Regions from separate parts of the Pan troglodytes genome. Here region 1 is linked to region 2. The links are chromatin contacts, called in public capture Hi-C maps. All regions are on one chromosome and are shown on one strand. Each heading gives the region's core, a stretch centred on a gene start, on an enhancer-like site or on the middle of the called end of the contact. The rest is flanking DNA. Distances are from core to core; before and after follow the strand shown. Region 1 overlaps ZNF831 (zinc finger protein 831). Region 2 overlaps GNAS (GNAS complex locus).

Region 1 (6,517 bases), core at 3,595-6,094, 360 kb after region 2:
GCTCACAAAGCTGGGGCTCCCAATATGAGAGCAGTGTTTCTTTTTTCAAGCTTTTATTATTCCCAAACAGATTCCCTGGTTATCTTATTTTGAAATGTTGCTACTGGAGGCAGAACTTTAAACTCTGCATGCCTGTATTAGGAGGGACTCTTTGGGGTGTGAGGAAAACAGGCTTGATTCAAATTGGCTTAGACAAACAAACAGAACCCAATTCATTATCTCACAGAACAGAGAGAATTGCTTCAAGCTCAGCTGGGTTCAGAGGCTCTGCAGGTGGGTGTGTTCGTCTCTCTCCATCTCTGGGCAGCTCTGGTCCTGCCCAGCTGTTCCATGCTTGTGTTAGCGTGACCGTTTTTTTTTTTATATATATAACTGAGTCCCTAAACTCAATCTAACTGGCCTGGTTTGGTCATGTGGCTGTCCTTGACCCTGTCACTGGGGATGTTGAGCGGCCAGGTATGGGTCCTGCACCTGTCCTTGTACTGAGGGTTGGGTTGGGGCCATCTTTTTGCTACAGCCATTAAGAGGAGGCCAAGGAGGGCAGATCGCCTGCGGTCACGAGTTCAAGACCAGCCTGGGCAACATGGTGAAACCCCCTCTCTACTAAAAATATAAAAATTAGCCAGGTGTGGTGGCATGCACCTGTAGTCCCAACTACTTGGGAGGCTGAGGTAAGAAAATTGCTTGAACCCAGGAGGCGGAGGTTGCAGTGAGCCAAGATCGCGCTACTACACTCCAGCCTGGGTGACAGAGTGAGACTCTGTCTCAAAATAAAAAATACAAAATAAAAAGAGTAACTGAGAGATGGTTCCCCCTAAAGAAGTGGGGGTCAGGCAAGTAATCACAGCAGATGTCCCCTCTTCCTCCATGCAGACATGGGGAAACCATCTTACTCGTGGCTTAATGCAATTAGGTATGCATTTGTGAGCCACTGAGTGTCTTTTGAAGCCCCATGAGAGGAGAGGCACAGAAGATGGCTTGAGCCCTCACCTCAAGGAGCTTAGGAACCGGTTGTTGGGCCAAGACACCTTTGTGAGACAGATGAGAGTCACGTGGCCTGAGGGTCCCAGGCAATTACTGGGGCCTGTTCTGTGCCAGGCAATGTGTGGGAGCAGGAAGAGAGGCAAACAAGAACATGACATGGCCCTTGTCCTTAGGGAGAGCCCAGTGTGGCAAGGGGAGCCGGCACAGACTGGTAAACAAGTCATTACAAATGCAGTGCGGTGAGCTCGCTGATATGATTAAGCTTCCAAATGAGGGATCCTGACAAGGCCTGCTGGAGCGGAGAGGGGAGAGTGTGCTAGCATAAACAGGAGCATAGCAGGGGGTGGGGCACGCTTCCGACGCTCACCCCAAAGGCTTCTCCATTCGGCCCCCCACTGCAGAAAGGAATGTCAGCAGGGCATGTGGGAGAACCGAAGGCCGTCACTCTTTATCATGCCTTCTTTCATCCCTCGATCATAAAGAATTTTTGCCATATACTCTAAACTGCTGAGAATGGAGCACTTAACTACTATGTACTTATTTATCTAAAATGCTAAGTGTTTCCCTTAGCAATCACTAATAGGTTCCTGTAGAAACGGAGTGCCATGATTAGAATTCTGATGTCTGTGCCGACAGAAGGTGGGAAGGCAACAATAGGTAGTGCACTAATGATGGGTTCAGTGGGCAGGTGGGTGGGTAGGACGATATAGTCATTGAAGGAGAAGGTTGAAATATGGGCATTTTAAAGATAAAGATGTGTTTATGTTAAAAGTTGAGAGAGAGAGAAAAGAGGAGAGGGAGGGAGAGAAACTCTCATACCTTCAATCCCACACCTGAAATGGGGACGGTTCTGCTTTTGAAAGACTTTCTGAAAACCGTTCTCATATTTGGGTTGGAAGACCCCCTTCTCAGCAGAGGGCCACAAATGAATCCTGAGTTTTGTTCTGGAATTTTCCTATGCAACGTGCTGGAATCAGTAGCCAAATAGAATCAGTGGATGAGGCAGGAAGAAAAATGAGGATCTCAGGGATGGAACTCAACAGGCTACAAATGGGACACAAAAGGCAAGACTCACCCTCAACAAAATCATGGAGGCACTAGGTGCGCCTTGCGGGGTCTGTTTCCCCGACACCCACCTGCTGCCTGGTCTTCACAAGGGGCCAGGCCCTTTTGGTTTGGAGGCAGATGAGCCTGTAGGATTAATTCTAACTAAGGTGTGAGTGGAACCTAGGGGAGAAGTAACTTTAGGGGCTACAGAGAGACACCTTCAGTGACACTGACTCATAATGGGAAGGCGATTCTCCTCTCAACTCCCTCTCAAGCCTCTTGATCATGCCATGGAGAAAGTCTTGTTTTGATTCCATCTTTAACACTTGCCTAAACCCCTTCCTAACCTCCCTTTTAATCAGAGAGAAAGAGGTTGGGTCTCAACATCTAGCTAGAATTTGAGAACACAATTCTGTTTTTATTGTTATTTTTAAAGAAGAATCTGCTCCTTCTGATGCCAGACACTCCAAAGTCTCCTCAACCACCTTACTCCATTAACCTTGGAAAGCCTAATGTTTCCCTTTCTCTCTCAGCCTCCTTTGAGGCCAAGGCTGGTACAGGATAAATAATTTTGCTTTCTGGATTTAGAGGAATTGGTTTGAGTCTTGACTTTTACTAGTTCTTTGGGCAAAATTTGTTCCTTCTCATTGTCTCAGGTCCTCATCTGTAGAATGGGGCTGGAGTTTCTGAGTCCATAATTCATTTAATCTGGTGCCCAAGAACCCCATGAAGCCTGTCCAGGAATACCTGACTCATTTGCCCTTGAGATTGAGGAGAGGCTCAAGTTACATGAGACAGTGACTGTGAAAGTGCTGTGTGAACTACAAAGGACTTTACAGTGTGTGGTTATCATGGCTGGGAGGTGGCAGGGGTGAGCATACACTGAATTTCCCCCCCAGGTCTGGACAAGACGTCTTCAAGCCAAAGGAGGGAGGCAGTGAATGGTGCAGGTCCATACTTTCCCCAGCAGGGAGCTCGTAGGGATTCGGGAGTACATTCTGGGCCCTTGAGTTTGTGCTACATGCATGCCTATGGTGCTCTTCCTGCCGGGGTGAGACTTGCCCTCCAGGTTGAGAAAATGACGAAACTGGAATAATCCTCCAAGCTCCAACTCGTCCCAGAGGCCTCCCTGGCAATACTGTGCTCCTGTAGGGACCCCATCGTCCTCTAGGTAAATGGTTCACACTGGCCCTCACCCCACTGCTGGCTGCTGGCAGGGAGCATGGGGAATCTGCTCCAAAAACAACCATTGCTTCCTGCAGTAGCATTTTGAGAGTTTCCTCCAAATGTTTTTCCTCATCTAATTTTCAGTATGGCCCCGTGGGGTCAGGAGGTGATGTGTGGCCAGCCCCGTCCTAATTAGGAGTCTTGCCCAAGTTCATACGTTGAGGAAAAGAAATGCAAGCTCAGTTCCAAGGTTTTTCCCTTGCTAAAACTCTTAAAATTTTGGCTTGCTTATTTCCTTAACTTCCAAAGGACATGAACAAGTGATTTTTGTACCACCCTCCACATAGACATTAGCGATCATTTTCAGTCATTTTCAGCTTTCCGGTTTTGCTAGGAGGCACCTGGCGTGCCGGGAACGGACAAAAGCCATTTTTCTAAGTACTAGCGTTTGAAATTATTAAGTGTTCATTAAGCACCCCCGGGTGCAAAGCACTCTCAGAGATGTTTATTTCTCAATTTTCCATAATTTCCTTATTTTTTTCCCCCTAGCTAAAGGCAGATTGAAAAATGAACTCAGTGCATTGGAGTCTGAATCATAGTTAATGTGCGACGCCCCCTCCCTTAACTGCGCTGTTTTCTTTCTGCCTCCTCCTGTCTCCCGGCTTATCAATCTGATAAAGTTCTTTTTAACCCCTACTCAGGGGCTCTAACTTTTGCTTTATTCCCCCGGGCATGGCAGGAAGCGATCAACGCAGAGCCCCGAACCCCACTCGCCCCACGGGCTGGGCTGGGCTGGGCTGGGGGTCGAGCTCAGCGAAGCCTCGGGAAGGCTGCAGGGTGCCCGGGCGGGCGGCGGGCTGGGTGCGGACCCCTGGCTGGGCGCTCCCGAGACCCCCCTACCCCGGTGGGTGGGCGCCCGGGGGCCTGGAGAGCCGCCTAGCCACGTGGATGCTTCTGGAAGAACACAAAGCCCGGGCCCCCTCCGCCCCCGCCGGCGCCAAGCCTCAATCTTGCAGGAGCAGAGAAAAAAGGCTCTGTTTTTCTCTCTCTTTTTTTTTTTTTTTTTGTGTGTGTGACAACAACCTCACATAACCTCAAAAGTTACCCATGAATTTACCAAAACTTTTTATGAAACTATTTTAACCTCTGGTGGGGGTTAAAAAACAAGCCTTGTGAATTTATTACCCGGAAAAAAGCGCAGAGGGCTGGGATTTACAGCAAAGCCGCCTTCCAAGCTCCGCGGGGGCCCCCTAGCGCCCATCGCGGGCACCGCCGAAGCCCGGCTCCCTCCTCGCTCCGCGGCGCAGCACGGCCTGGGGTCGGTCTGGGGGGGAGGCGGGCGGACCCCAGACTCGTGCAATCAGGGGCACCTGCTCTGAATACCAGGGACCTGGCGGTACAAATGTATTTTATGTTCGTAGGGGTTTCCGTGGTAGAACCAAGGGAGCAGGCTGAAGCCGAAGGAAGGGAGAGCAGGGTTTTGATCCTAGTTCCTTGGCTTCTGGAAATCGGCTGGGACCCCCCGCTGAGCAAGCGACTGTCGTCACGGCCCCCGCACCAGACGACCCCAGCCTGTGGATAATGTTTCACTGCCCTCACATAAACGCCACCCAGAAATGCAAGAGTAAGAATGTTCACGAAGAGGGGAGGCAGGAGCCCCAGCTGAGAACAGGAGGAGGCAGGAAGGGGGCCTTGGAGGAGGTCGGAGGGGGGACATTATTTCAGTTTCCCAGGACCAGGGTGAGAGATGGGGGTGAAAGAAGAAAAAGGACAAAACGAGGTGCCGAAGGCTCTGTTGGGTGCTCTCTGTCCGCAGGGATGTAAAGCAGAATCCAGGATTCTGCCGCAAAATGCAGGCTCCCAATCGCTGCACGGTGACCAGGACTCCCGGACCCTTCGCTTGCCAAGTGTGTGCGATGGTTCCTTCCTCTCCAGCTTGCAGACACACTGGTTCTCTTTCAGAACTAGCCATGTTTTTTAAAAGCACATGGAAAAATGTTAATAAGCAAACGTTTTAACAGAGAGATGCAGGAGGAACGAGCCGGCAGCAGCCTCCCAGCAGAGGCAGCGGTGCTCCAGCGGCTATGGGAACAGGCCTCGGAGGAAAGCACTCGGGCTCGCGGCCGAGTTTCACCACCTGTAGTCATGTCATCCTAGGGACGTGTCTCAGCTCTTCTGTGCCTCGGTTTCCCCATGTGTAAAATGGGGGTGATAGTAACACTACACAAAATATATCTAGAATTTGAAAGAGTGCTTTGAATCATATAACCTTGGCTGTTGTGTGGTGAGAACGCCAGCAGGCTGGTATTCATCTAGCTCTACGGGGAAGGCAGAACCCAGATTTCACGTTAAATAAAATCTCTCAATTTTTACAGGGTGCTAATTTAAACACACATACACGCACGGACGTGCACTTGCACACATACCCCATCTGGGCCCAAATACAGTCAGCTAGTTTGAGACCTTTACTTCAAAGGCTGCCAGGAGGCCACGGGGCAGGAGGGAGGAAGGAAGGAGTCATCTCTCCCTGTCATCCACCACCCCCACATCCAGGCCACTTGAGCCAAACACTGAAACCGGTGTGGCCAGCGCTCTTTTGGGGGTGGATGGATTACGGGGAAACATGTCCTTCTTTTCCGTTCCCCCTGGGAGAATATAGGAGGGCACCCACTTTGAGTACCCTCGCACCAGGAGGCCTTCAGAAGCCACCTTGGAAATGTGATGGTGCGTGGCGGGTGGGGGGACTGCCTCTTGTTCCTAGAGACCTGCTTCCCCTCCCAACAAGTGTGTGCTCTGCACGCCCGGCTTCTCACCAGCCCAGGTACCTCGCCACCTGGGTGCTTTGAGGTGCCCATGGGCTTCTCATCCGTGGTTTGGTAGCATCCTCTTCCAAGCTGACTTCTCATGTATTCCAGGAGGCCAACACTCTCCTGCACCCTAGGGCAGAAGAGCACTGGGTGGGGGGGGCGCCTCTTCTGCCTCGTCCCATCCCAGCCTTCTTTTGTTCCCTCCTGATGGCTTACCCTGATGCCCTGATCATCTGATATACTCTAATTGCCCCATTGCCTTGACGAATCCGACTGTTCTTTGCACTTCATCCAGCCCTAATAGCTTCACTCCTTCAAGCAGCCATGCATTCAGTAGCTGTTTGCTGGGCAACTGCTAGGCATTAGACATTGTTTCTTGAGAGGCAAATCAGGCACATTCCTCTGACTTTCGATTGTTTCTTAAAATGTTGAGGGTTTACAGTTGAACAGAGAAGGTTTAATAGTCGTTCAATCTAATCGAGAAAACAACAACAGGAATTACTTGCTACAGT
Region 2 (5,901 bases), core at 677-3,176:
GGATGAATCCAAAAGGCTTGCAGGCATCTCAGCCTCAGACTTAAGCTAACATATAGCAGATAGTGGACACCTCTCCTGTTTCTTTCTTTCTTTTTTTTTTTTTTTTTTGAGATGGAGTCTTGCTCTGTCACCCAGGCTGGAGTGAAGTGGCATGATCTTGGCTCACTGCAACCTCCACCTTCCAGGTTCAAGCAATTCTCCTGCCTCAGCTTCCTGAGTAGCTGGTACTATAGGCGCACGCCACCACACATAGCTAATTATGTATTTTTAGTAGTGATGGGGTTCTCCATGTTGGTCAGGCTGGTCTCAAACTCCCGATCTCAGGTGATCCGCCTGCCTCAGCCTCCCAAAGTGCTGGGATTACAGGCGTGAGCCACCGTGCCCTGCCAATATTTGTCTTTTTAGTAGAGACGGGGTTTCACCATGTTAGCCAGGCTGGTCTCCAACTCCTGACTTCAGATGATCCGCCCACCTTGGCCTCCCAAAGTGCTGGGATTACAGGCATGAACCACCGCAGCCAGCTTTTTTTTTTTTTTCTGGCCCTGCAATCTTGATTCCCCAGAGTTAGGGTCTGATTTCAGATGTTAAGGCAGGCTCAAAGTGGGGCATCTGCTCTGCCACAAGAAGGTGAGAGGTCAGAAAGAAGAAGCAAGACCATTAGGGCTGCCTTAGTTGAAGAAAGGGGGCTCATCTCTCATTTTCTCAGAAGTTTCACAATCCAGAAAGGGGAGAACGGAAAGCAGCCTCCTAAGGAGTTCTCGAATTTCTTTCTCACTTTTCCTTTGTTTTCTCGCTCTCTCACTCTCTTCTAAGATTTATTTTTAAATAGGGTTCTTATTTTGGAGGGGCTTTCTGAGCAGGAACTACCTTTTTTTTGGAGGGAAATAAATGAGAACACAAATTATTCAGGGCTGGGAAGTGGAAACAATGAAAGAAAGCAAGGCTACTCAGAACCGGCTGGCAGATGGCGCTCGGCTTTTACGATTGACAGCCTGGCTTTCAAAAATTCACCCTTGCGCCGGCGCCTAAGGCAGAACCCGCATCCCCCTCCCTAAATCCTCCTTCCCAAGGACACGGCCCCTGCCCCTAAGGCTGAGGAATGTTTTTAAAAGGTTTCAGTTGAGCAATTGACATCTAAGGACAAATCCCGGCAACTTTTAACGAGTGGATCTGAAGATCTTAGCCAAGGCAGGAAAGCACACGATCAGGTAACCTCCAGATTCACAGCCCTGGTGCCCCGGTTCTCCTGGGAACTGGTCCTGAGATCTTGGACAAATCCCTGGTTCTAGTTTTTCTCAATTGAAAAAACAGGAGGGATGTCTTTCTCACTTTAAAACTTATGTAATTATCTTATAAAGTTTCAATAGATGAGGTATGCCAACCCCCTATCCAACACAAACTTTTTTAAATGTCTGTTCCAAAATGGCAGATTGTATAGGAAATCAAATGGTAGGGCCCTCTGTTGTCCTTTGGTAAATAATTAATAGTTTCTGGGTCCCAATCACCGGGAGAATCTTTGTGGGAGCAGAGTTTGGTGGTAAACTCTTTCACACCTCAATCAAGGGCTAGAAAAGAGGTTCATAGGTGAGCAGAGCTCCAGTTTCCACCAGGGAAATCTAAGGGGCCTACCTGGAGAAGTTAGCATTTAAGACAATATGGAGAGATGAAGTAGAATTTGAGGTGCATGGTCAATGATTGTTTACAGAGAAGGGACTTGCTAGGGATACATCATTGCTTTTCCATTCATGCAAGCATCATTGTGTTTTTCAGGATCTCTGAGCCCTCAGGGCTAGTTTTAAGTTCTTCCCCTCCTCAACCCCTCTCCACTTCTCAGTGCTTCACGGCATACCGGGGCATTCTCACTAGCGAAGGTGTCCTCTCTAAGGATGGGACCCCTACTGTCCATCTCAGGCTCAGCACTGCCTTGGGGCAGGCCACTTCTGGCTTCTTTAGGCCTCGTTTCCACGGGAGGGGAAGCTGGGTCCGATGGTGTCTGGGTCAAATTCCTTGGTTCCAAGAACAGGTACCGTTGCCATTCCCTTCCATTTCTGCCCCCCGCACCACCCCACCCAGCAGCTGGAAAATGATGAGGTCATCTATTTGAGAAGGGCCACACAGGCCTCCCACACAAGGACCTACAAAGTCCTCCAATGGGAATTTATTTCTTTCTGATCAAATTTACCCTCCATACCCCATTCATATACACATTCTTTCTCCCCTCTCTCTTAAAATTGCAAAGTTAAAGAAACTGAATACACAGGGTTGATTTAAGGTAAACGTCCCTCCCACCCATCTATTTAAAAATTTTTCTTTTACTTGATAACTTTCCTACAACATGATTCTCTTATGCCCATATTCCTCTGAGGATTCTTTAAAGCTTTTCTTGCACTTTCTTCTCCTCACAGTCCCTGACTTCTAGCCCTGAGTGGTGGCTGAGGGCAGGTGACCCTGTAGACCGTGGGGAACAGAGGAGGCCAGGGCAGGTGGCTGCCTCTTTCCAACCTTTCCTGGGCCATGGGAGCTCCTCCCCACCAGAGGTCAGCAGAGAGCTCAGAATGGCTGGGTCTGCTCTCAGAAATTGGGATCTTGGAATTCTCTAGATGAAATGTAGGATGCCCAAATGGAAAAAAAGCCCCATGTTTCCAGGGTGTTTTGGTTGGGGCTCTCATCCTGTCTTGGGTCCCGGGGACCTTACTTTTAACACCAATACAGCCATTCTGTGCTTTTCTCAGGGGAGGGGTGGTTGGGGGTTTGGTCTGTTTATTTGGTGGCTTTCTTGGTCAGTCTTCTCCCTGCGCCAGACGCACAAATCCCTCCCTTAGAGGGAACCACACCCTCTTAGAACTCTCCCTTCTGGGGCCCAACTGCCCACTTTCGCTTCCCACATGACATGGAACCCACATCCCACACTTGGCCGGGCGCCTTTTCTTCTAGTTGTATTTATTGTTAAAATGACATCATAATATTACAGGAAATCCCCCCAGCCTGCCCTCACCCTGCTGTGATTTTACTGATCATTATCTCCCCCTGTTCTTTACTCAGGTGTATGCATAGTTTTGAGAGGGCATGAATCATGGTGTGCAGTTTCCTATTAATCCCCCTGCTCCACACACACACACTACAGGACAGTTTCCTTAGAGCTCGTCCATGTTCGCCAGCGTCCTTTCACAGTTCTTTCACTTGTTCAGTCCTTTCGCTAGCGGGGAAGAGCAGGGAAAGAATTGAGGTTCCCTCCCTTTGTTTTTCCTTCTCTGATCTTTTGAAATCCCGGGGTCCTTGTGAACGACTCAGAAATTAAAACCAATTCCCTTTGGCCAGTTGTTTATTGTTGAAAGAGAGAGACAAAGAGAAATTAAGGTGCAAACGGAAGGAAAGAAGTAAATAGAGATTAAATTTAAAAATTTGAAAGGGAGCAGTAGTTCACGCCTGTAATCCCAGCACTTTGGGAGGCCGAGGTGGGCAGATCACCTGAGGTCAGGAGTTCAAGACCAGCCTGACTAACATGGAGAAACATCATCTCTACTAAAAATACAAAATTAGCTGGGCATGGTGGCGCATGCCTGTAATTCCAGCTACTCGGGAGGCTGAGACAGGAGAATCGCTTGAACCCGGGAGGCAGGGTTTGCAGTGAGCCGAGATTGTGCCATTGCACTCCATCCTGGGCAACAAGAATGATACTCCGTCTAAAAAACAACAACAACAACAACAACAACAAAAATTAAAAGGGAGAGAGAGGAGGAAAAAAAAGGGAAAGGAAAGAGAGAGAGAAGGAAGGAAGAAGGAAGGGAGAGAGGAGGGAGGGGGAGAAAAGAAAAGAAAGGAAAAGAAAAAAGAGAAGAAAAGAAAAAAGAAAAGAGTGCCTTTGCCAAGTTTAGCTCTAAGCACCAAATGGGGTCCTTGCCCTCTAGGAACTTCTAGTCCAGAACAGAGGAGAGGATCAGGTTGCAAGTGATTATCCTTCTACCAGGCAGGGGGTGGAGCGCTGCCAAGGAGGGTGTGGCTGGCACAGCTGAGGGGCCAGGCTGGCTAGACGGGACAGGAGTACGGGGAGGAGAGGCAGGTTCACAATCCAGGCTGGGGCATCCTCTCCTCCCCATCTCACTGCCCCATGAGGTCCCTTGTTCGTTCAAGTGCCAACCAGAAGAGCTGGGACAGAGGCCTCTCTTGTGTGCCAAGACGGGGGCCACCACCACCCTCTGAGCTCTGACCACTGCCCTCTCACCTCTTATTGCTTTCCCAAGTGTTTATCTCCTGATTCTAAAACGATGGTCCAATTTTTGTTTTATTTTAAAGTTAGGAACACACTGCATGTAGCACACTTCATGGAGCACAAGTGTTTTCACATGCCTTATCCCACTAAGTGGTTTTGTTTTGTTTTAGAAAGTCTGGCACACAGAGAACCTTCTAGTTCTTTAAAAAAAAAAAATCATAAATTTTTAAATTTGATAATTATCCAGAACAAAACAAAGCAAACCCTAAGGTTAAAAGTGAGCATCCGATAAGTTAAGTATACATTTTTGATGTTGGGGAAACCTTTGAATTTTACAAATCGATGTCCTTGAGAATTGGGTTCCAGCCAGACCCACTGTAGGCATTGTTTTCTTTTTTTCTTTTTCCTTCCTTCCTCCCTTCCTTCCTTTCTTCCTCCCATTCCCCCTCCCCACTTTGAAAAACAAGTTTTATTCTCTTGGGTTCTGTTCATTAGAGAGGGAAGACAATTCTGTTCAGCAAGGAAAGGTGAGGGGAAGAGAAAAGGGGGGAATTCAGCCGGAGGAGAACAGGGACAAGGTTGATTGCTCTGTGCTGGGGTGAGGGTGGGGGGCAGAGAGAGAACATCACAGCCAGATGCAAATCACAAGAGCAGACCTTCAGCTTCCTGGCATTGGTGGGGAAAATATTCCGTCAGCTGCCTTTCTATGTCCTGGGCTTCATTCATCAGCTCAAGAGAAAAAAAATAAAATCAAAATTTCATCCTAATTTGTTGTGGTTGGACCCCATTCTCCCACATTTTGGCCTTCTTGTAAAGCACAACCACAAAGGCAGAAGTGGCTTCCTGGGCTGACCTGCCTCTCAGTTCATTCTCAAGGCGTTAGCCTCATCCCATCAGGAGGAGTTCAGACTCTCCCCAAGCACCAAGAGTTAGAAATGTGTTGCTAATTGATTTGAGCTAAATTTGTGTTGCTTTGAGACTTAGCAAAATGGCTGATTAGGGGCCAGTGTTGGGGAAAATAATTGCTGATCTAATAGCTACGAAAAGGAACTCATTCACAAATATGTTTATAAAATGGGCCTTCTGTGACATTTTGGAGTTGTCAGGGAGTTAGGGGTCATGGTGGTTCTTCAGGAAGAAAGAAATGTTGTTGGGAAATGTTTAGTGGAAATTTAGCATAAAATGACATGCCTAATTTAAGAAAACAGTTAAATCCATCAGGGTTCCAAGTGAAAACAGTTGTCACAAATTAATTTTTCAAATGTTTGACTATTGGCAGGTCTGAGGTTTACTCATCTGTAGGTTATGTCCAACTTGGCAAAAGCATGGAATCCTGCCCAGTCCTTGGTACACAGGGACTAGCACATGTACCCATTTTTTCTCACTGATAAGTTATTTCCTAATTTTTTGGTTAACTTGAAGGTCGAAATAGCCTTACTCCTTTTTGTCTGTCTAGTAGCATCTCTAAGCTTGCAGTAGCTGCTCACGTGTCTGCCACGCCCCTTAGAAGGATGAATCCTTGCCTGGTCGGTGAGTTTGCCTCAATTCGGGCATTTTCATTTGTTCATTCATTCGATATACATGTATTGAGTGCCAAATATGTGCCCTTCCCCGTGGGGAAGACAAAAGTATGAGACATTGCTACTCCCTTGATGGAATCAAAACAAACCCAGGAAGTTAACAAGAGTGGG

The links. Capture Hi-C pulls out chosen DNA fragments and counts their contacts.
Region 1: a contact with region 2 is called in a capture Hi-C map of stem cell-derived neural stem cells, with 7 times the contacts expected there. The contact joins two enhancer-like sites. A contact is called at or near these places in 4 of 7 Hi-C or Micro-C datasets (blood, induced pluripotent stem cells, a lymphoblastoid cell line and 1 more), 1 of 1 datasets of contacts at active chromatin or transcription factors (stem cell-derived excitatory neurons) and 1 of 1 other capture datasets (stem cell-derived neural stem cells).

What each region holds. Positions count from the first base shown.
Region 1 is chr21:65,517,492-65,524,008 of NHGRI_mPanTro3-v2.0_pri, forward strand. All of the region lies in intron 6 of ZNF831 (zinc finger protein 831), which reads left to right. Among named protein-coding and RNA genes, the nearest start is that of EDN3, 82 kb to the right of the region's middle. Within about 2 kb of position 4,845, at least 7 of the 24 cell types and tissues checked have an H3K27ac peak or open chromatin away from gene starts, as enhancers often do. A contact at or near this core is called in stem cell-derived neural stem cells, where this site is marked.
Region 2 is chr21:65,163,520-65,169,420 of NHGRI_mPanTro3-v2.0_pri, forward strand. The region is part of intron 1 of GNAS (GNAS complex locus); the gene reads left to right. All of the region lies in intron 1 of LOC104003639 (neuroendocrine secretory protein 55), which reads left to right. Among named protein-coding and RNA genes, the nearest start is that of GNAS, 30 kb to the left of the region's middle. Within about 2 kb of position 1,927, at least 2 of the 24 cell types and tissues checked have an H3K27ac peak or open chromatin away from gene starts, as enhancers often do. A contact at or near this core is called in stem cell-derived neural stem cells, where this site is marked.